Linked DNA regions of Oryctolagus cuniculus: region 1 is linked to region 2. Evidence: chromatin contacts called from public Hi-C data. All regions are on one chromosome and are shown on one strand. The core of a region is the stretch at or near the end of the contact, and the rest is flanking DNA. Distances in the headings are between cores, read along the strand shown.

Region 1 (3,384 bases), core at 381-2,880, 110 kb before region 2:
GTTCTCAGCCCACACCACCAAGAGCCTGAATTCTCCCTGTAGCCCCCCAAAACCTTCCTCCAGCTCCCTCGTGCACGCGTGCACATGTACACACACACACACACACACACACACGGACCAATTCTCCTCCAGAGGCTTTCTATGTTTAAAAAGTCCACAGATCTGATCATCTCCTCTCTGGACCAGAGCAGGGCAGTTTATCCAGAGAAATCAATAGGAAAGAGCATTTGCAAATATTTATATAAGCCCTGTGCGTTTCAGCATTAAGTAATTAAAAACTAAAGCCCAGGGAGGGAAGGGGAGGAGACAGGCAGACAGAGGAGGCCGCTGGCCTCCAGTGGGCTCTCCTGCCCACACCTCATCTCCCCAGACCGCAACCCTTTCAAAACTGACGCCGTGCACACTTTTACGAAATCCTGTGCGTGCACCATTTGCTAGACTATTCCAAAATTATCTCCAAATATGGATTCACCTACCACCACGCTTTCCACACTGTGTCTCTCTCTGAGCAGCTGACACTGCTCCCATCTCCAGTATGTTACTCCTGCACTCCTGTCTCTAATGTACCCGCATCAAGCTAAGAAATCTAACACCACAGATGAGAAGAGGACTTCAGAAGTGGTCACGCCATAAGCGAACTCCCACCCCGTTGGACTGCCCTCAGTCCATAAGATATCTGCTCCGTGGGGGCTCAGCACCTGACCTCCACACATGTAAACAAATGCACCCCCCCAAAAAAAACCACACACACACACACAACTCCAGTGGAATGAAGGAGTTTGAAAAGGAGCCACTATGGAATGGACTTCCCCTAGATCGTTCCGGGGAGCTGGGCCGTCAGTTCTGGCGCCTTGTGTCCGCTGCAAGGTGGGGAGCGAGGCGGCGGAGCCCCCCGCTGTAGATACCACAGAAATGTTCAGTAATGTAGGTACACGGCTGCAACTCAATGCCCTATTGATTATGCAGATGGGGATCAATCCCTGCCTTCCCCAATCTCCCAAGCACCTCCAAAGCAGCCCGTGTGCAACTAGCTATTCTCCCAAAGTAGCGAGCAAAAAGCAGAAAAAAAACATAATATATCCCCGACCGTCCCCCACAGAAAGGGCCGAGCCTCTTTTTTTTTTAATTCCGAAGTGAATTTATGTCCTGCAATTTGCATTACAGCCGAGCCATCAGCATCTGTCATATTCTTCAAAGGTACTTAACAAACCCTCTTTTAAAACTCACTACAACCGGAGGCCACAAAAAGGCAGTCAGTCTCCTTCTTCCATGGAGCCCTTAGATCAAGTTTCAATAATTGAGACCAATAAAAATTATCATATTTACCCTACTTCAAAGCAACAAGGGGCGAAGTTAAGAGTGGGTGATTTTTGAAAGCATTTGCAATCAAAGAATTTGCTCCAGTCGAAGATATTGCACAACATCTTACAAAAGTCAGATCCCAGCAACAGATTAATTCGCAGGCAAAGTAAAATATTTTTATATTTTAATTTAATAGATCCACAAGAAGCCTCTGAACATCGAGTCCAAACACAATTTAAACACACTGCATGAAAGGCGCTAGGATCCACTCTCCAACAGATATGCAAAAGGACGGACATTAAAATGCATGATGTAAAATTCAGGAACATGGTTTTCGCATCTCGTGGAGCCGGGTGAGGGCTCAGAGTGCAGAACCGAACGTAAACAATCCCAGATTCTCGTGAGCCAAAAAAGAAAAAAAAAGAAAAAAAAAAAAAAAAAGGAATCCTCCGGTGTCTCTCAACTCGGCCGGTCGAGCGAGGCCGGCCAAGCTGGGTCTGGCCCTGGCCGGCGGCGCAGCCCCGAGCCCCCGGGAGCCCCTAGCGTCCAGGGCAGAGCCCCTGCGGGCGCTCGCGGCGGCGCCGCCGGCGGGGCAGGGCGGACAGCGCTCAGGTGGACGACCGCGCGGCCGCCTCGCCCCCTCCCGGGGCCCGGGGCTCGGGTCCGGCTCCGGCCGCCGCGGCAAGTGGAGCCCCGGCGCGGACGGCGCCCGCCCGCCGGCGGCAGCCGCGGCCACTGCTCCGGGCCGGGTGCGCGCCCCGCGCGGCGGCTCAGCCCGGAGCCCCGGCGCCTCTCGGGGTGGGGCAAAGTTGGGGGCCGGGGGCGGCGGGGGCGGGGGCGCTCGGCACCGCGGACCCCCCCTCCACACACTCACACACACACTCACACTCACACACACGCCGGCCGCCGCCTTTGTCTCGGCGCTGGGACCCCGGCCGCCCTCCCGCCCTCGGCCCGCGCCCCGGCCGGCCCTGCCCGGCGGCGCCTCCAAACTCGCCGCGCGGGCCTCGCCCCGGGCGCCTCCACCCTCCCGGGGGTCGCGGCGGCGGCGGCGGCTGCGCGGGGGCCGGGGAGGAGGGGGCGGCCCGGGCTCGGCGGCGGCGGCGGCGGCGGCGCGGGAGGAGGAGGAGGAAGAAGAAGAGAAAGAGAAAGTTTGGCGCAGGGGGAAGGCGAGCGGGACGCAGCGAGCGAGCAGGGCGCGGGCGGCGGCGGCCGGGCGCGGGAGCCGGGAGGGGGCAGGACGAGCCCCATGCAAAGCAGCCCGGGCGCCCCGAGGAGCCCCGCGTCCGGGCGGTGGCGGCGGCGGCGGCGGCGGGAGGAGGAGGAGGAGCAGGCGGCGGCGGCGGCGGCGGGAAAAAAAAAAAAAAAAAAAAAAAGAGGGAAAAGTTGCCACTTACGCGGTTGCTTCTCCGGCGGCGGCGGCTGCAGCGGCGCTGCTGGCGGCGGCGGCGGCGGCGGGAGCTGGCGGCGCTTTTAATCCCGAAAAGAGGCGCTCGGGCCGCGGAGCCCATCAAGGCAGCAGCGGCGGCTGGCGGGGGTCGGCGGCGGCGGAGGACGCGCTGCTGGCGGCGGCGGCGGCGGCGGCGGAGCTGGAGCGCGCTCGGCGGAGCCCGGGGCGGGAGGCGGCCGCAGCCGGGGAGCCGGAGCCGCCGCCGCCGCTGCCGCCGAGCAGCATGGTTGGCGGGGAGTTTACAGCCCCCGGAGCGGGCAGGGGCCACGGAGGAGAAGCGGCGGCGGCGGCGGCAGCGGCTCTAGGCTGTAATTGGGATGCAAAGCAGGCGGCGGCGGCGGCGGCGGCGGCTGCGGCCGGGAGGAGGAGGAGGAGGAGGCGGCGGCGGCGGCGGCGGTGGCTGCAGCGGTCGGAGGGGACGCGCTGGAAGTGGGAGCTGATGAGTGAAAAGAAAAAAAAGTCTTTGGATCTTTATTCTGCTAATTAGTTTCCTGCAAAAAATGGCTGTGATTAATTCAGTGCGCATGTGCTTCATTACCCAGGCACGACGGGAAGGGCTAATTAGCCACCTTCTGGATCAATAAGATTCAGCAAAAAAGAAAAGGGGGAGGTGGAGGGAGGCAGAGGGGAGG
Region 2 (3,552 bases), core at 1,015-3,514:
AGACATATTTCTGAGGTTGTCAGCAGGTAGATCCACTGGTCTGTGGTAAGTAATCTCTCTGGGAGGAAGTCTCGGTTCTGATGTCTGTGTTGAACGGTCTGCAGCTGCCCCCGGCCGCCCCCACGCAGGTCTGTTCGCTGGGCGAGGAGGCGGAGATGATGTGGCTTCTAACAACCAGACTGAAGCGTAGCCTCAGGCTGTCTTGCAAAGCCCCTCCAAACAGCCTCTAATTAATTTTTATCCGGGCATCCCAATAGGTCCCGAGAGTACAGCAACCCAACAACAAAAAAGCCCGTGTCCAGTCATTTGGAGAAAGCTTTGACGTCACACTTAGAGATTTCAGATCTCCAAAAGAGAAACTGCTGCAGAAAAACCAAACCAAACCAAAACCAAACCAAAACCAAAACTCCTTCCTTTCACTTCCCTCTGCTCCACTTGGTTTTAGTCCTCCTGCTTCTTGTCTTTTTCTTTTTTTTCCCCTTTATAGTGGCCATACGTCCCATCTTTCTTGACCCCTCCTGCCCCAGGTACTTTCAGCGAGAATGCTGTGGCTATATATATATATATATATATATTTTTTTTTTTCTGCTGGAGGAAAACCCAGGTTCTCATGGGGCTGCACCAGGGGATCCCAGGAACGGGAGGAGCCTCTCTGTGTGTGTGGCCCAGAGCCGGTGGGCCCGGGCCCAGGTGCTGTGGGAAGCTCGTGAGCAGACAGGGGTTGGAGGCAGAGAGGAGCCTGCACTGAGCGCAGTGTCAGTGCAGCGTCCTGGGGCTCCCAGAAAGGCTGTTTGTGGGGCTCAGTCAGTGACCCCCCGCCCTCGCGAAACTCCCACAGGGCCTGTACAGGTTGCTTTCCTGCTTATTCCCAGGGGACGTGGAGGCGGTGGGGCCTCAGCTGCCCCGGCCCCTGAGCCTCTCCAGTTCAGGGTGTTCAGGGTGCCTTGCTCCCTGGAGTCCGATCTCCCTTGACCTCCTCCCCAAGCACCTTATCCCCCTGCCGGGTCCTGGCTCCTCTGGCTCTGCTCAGGAAGCTTCTCTGAGGACCTCAGAATGAATGAAAGCTTGGGAAGTGCCACGGTGTGAATGGATGCATTCAGAGGCGCTGCAACCCAGCCCCCTCCCGGCTTCCTGGGCTTTCCGGACACAAAGGTTGAGCCACTGATCCCCTCCGGAGCACCCAAGATGGGAGAGTCATCTCGAGCCAGCCGCGGGTGTTCATTTCACCATCACCGGGTGCCAAAGACATTTCCTCGGGACCCGCTCGACCCGACAGCGCCCAAGAAATGGGGTCATTGTTTGTAACGAGCGCCAGCAGCTTGGCTGCCGGACAGGAGTTAATCACAGAATCACAGGCCTAGAAGAGGCTCTGCCGTAGCAGGTCCAAGCCAGTGAGAGCCAATCCTATTTTTGAAGACGCCCACGGAGCCCCAGTCCCAGTGACTAATCGCTCCTAATTGTCTTCTTTAATTTTAACCTCAAGCCCTAGTGCTTTAAACAGATTTCCGTTTGCCCTGTCCTCAGAGAAGGCAGAAGCCTTGCTCATCACACCAACAGGGCCATGCATTTCCCCTTCCTCTGCCTTTTCCTGTCTCCTTGGACGGTCCACGGACGACACAGGGTGAAGAGTGAATGCCTGGGAGTCACATGCCACAAGGGCTGACGTCTGGGTTCTGTGCCTAACTCCGCTGCCAGGCCTGTTTCCCCGTGTGCAAAGCTGGAGAACTGACAGTGGCTGGACTGAGTTACCCGAATGACACAATGGGAAGAAGGTTCTTTGCATTGGTTGGGGGTGCCATCCTGCAGAGAGAGGGGTGCACATGGAATCTGAGTTCTTCTCAGTGCCTGTCCCCAATGTCGAGTGACAGTGATGGGTGAGGCAGCAAGAACAGGGTCAAGAGAACTGGCCTGGTCCGTGGAGCGGAGCTCGGTCCTACACCCAGCACTTGGCTATCGCCGGTCTCCTGACCCCCACTCAGGCAGGCACCACCTCTCTGGGCCTCAGGGTTATAGTCTGTGATCTCTACCCTGACTTCCCTGCCAGGAGCAATAATGGGGCAGCATCTGATGAAAGGAGAAATGAGGCTGTGGAATGCCGGGTAGAAAGTTCTAGGCACACGTCAGGCGGAAGGGTGATGATCAAGCAACCTCCTTGGGCCAGAGACCCCCGCCTGCGACCCTTGCCACTTCTTTATGGGGTGGGGCCACATTGGTGTTTCGCTGCTACTCCCCTGAATTGTCCATTTCCTGGGAGTCAGGACTGGGGTGGAGCGAGTTAAAGTTTATCTTCTGACTCACTCTTTAGTGTTCACATTTTCTGAGACTCTTAGTTCTGTTTTGCTTCGAGAGGAACAACCGCTGGCTGGGAGAACCGTTCAGTCAAGGAGCAGCACAGCACAGAGGGTAGGCGGGTGGTCAAACCCCGGGCTGTGGGCCGGGGCCCGGTCGTGACCTTCCCACCTGTCTGGTCCTTGGGAAGCGGCGTCGCTCTCTCTTTCAGCACCCTCAGCAGTACAATGGGGATACTAAGAGCTCCCAATCAGTAGGGATTACGTGACTACGCATCACGTGCCAAGTAAGCAACCAAAGGTGTACAACTGTTATTATTAATCAGATGTTTCTGGCTCACGCTTTGAAGAAGGCTGAGGATTCTGATTCCCCTCTGAAAGATGTCACCAAACCAAGACCACTCTCATCCAGGGGGCTCCTAAGCTTCTGGGGGGCCCTGGCTCGTGGAAGGAGAGGGGCAACGTTACAGACACTCTCTGCAGAAGAGCTAACACAGGCCCTGAGATTCACACGTGTTATCGAGGGGTTTCGGCCCATCCATGGAGTTACTGCGGTTCATCACCCTTAGGAATTTCTGTTTCATTTTCTTATTTACTAGGTCATCAGGATCATCCAAGTATAGCTCTGGATGAAGTAAGGAAAAATATCTCATCAGGAAGTGTTCTGGGGGCCAGCACTGTGGCATAGCGGGTAAAGCCACCGCCTGCAGTGCCGGTATCCCAAATGGGCGCTCCTTTGAGTCCCAGCTGCCCCTCTTCCAATCCAGCTCTCTGCTATGGCCTGGGAAAGCAGTAGAAGATGGCCCAAGTCCTTGGGCCCCTGCACCCATGTGGGAGACCCGGAAGAAGCTCCTGGCTCCTGGCTTTGGATTGGCGCAGCTCTGGCTGTTGTGGCCATCTGGGGAGTGAACCAACAGATGGAAGATCTTTCTCTCTGCCTCTCCCTGTCCCTGTCCCTCTCCCTCTATATCTCTCTGTAACTCTGCCTTTCAAATAAATAAATAAAGCTTTTTTTTTTTTAAAGAAAATGTTCTGATGTTTGCTATCACCCGGAGGTCCGTAAAGGAAAGAAAACATATGAGACAAACGAAACCAAACTAGATTTTCTGCAGCCTCTTTTTTGAGTAGTAGGCTTTTGATGCACACCATTGTGAACTTGTCTGTGCTCTGAAAGAACCTGGGAGAAGTGGTGCCTCCGCCTCTTCCCCATGCCAGCAGCCAAGAGCCAAGGGTCACTTTGTTAAGAATTCCCAAGTCTGGAGGT

What was found. Hi-C and Micro-C count contacts between places; a contact is called where the count stands out from the background.
Region 1: a contact with region 2 is called in a Hi-C map of an unstated tissue, with 2.7 times the contacts expected there. The contact joins the promoter of LOC138846541 here to the enhancer-like site in region 2. A contact is called at or near these places in 2 of 6 Hi-C or Micro-C datasets (psoas muscle and an unstated tissue).

What each region holds. Positions count from the first base shown.
Region 1 is chr18:54,198,432-54,201,815 of mOryCun1.1, reverse strand. LOC138846541 (spidroin-2-like) reads left to right here and starts at 1,630. Exons shown (of 2, transcript XM_070062556.1): 1 at 1,630-1,655; 2 at 1,784-3,239. The coding sequence starts at 1,630. The coding sequence ends at 3,239. All of the region lies in intron 1 of ZFHX3 (zinc finger homeobox 3), which reads right to left.
Region 2 is chr18:54,086,578-54,090,129 of mOryCun1.1, reverse strand. No RefSeq gene overlaps it. Among named protein-coding and RNA genes, the nearest start is that of ZFHX3, 83 kb to the left of the region's middle. Within about 2 kb of position 2,264, at least 1 of the 8 cell types and tissues checked has an H3K27ac peak or open chromatin away from gene starts, as enhancers often do.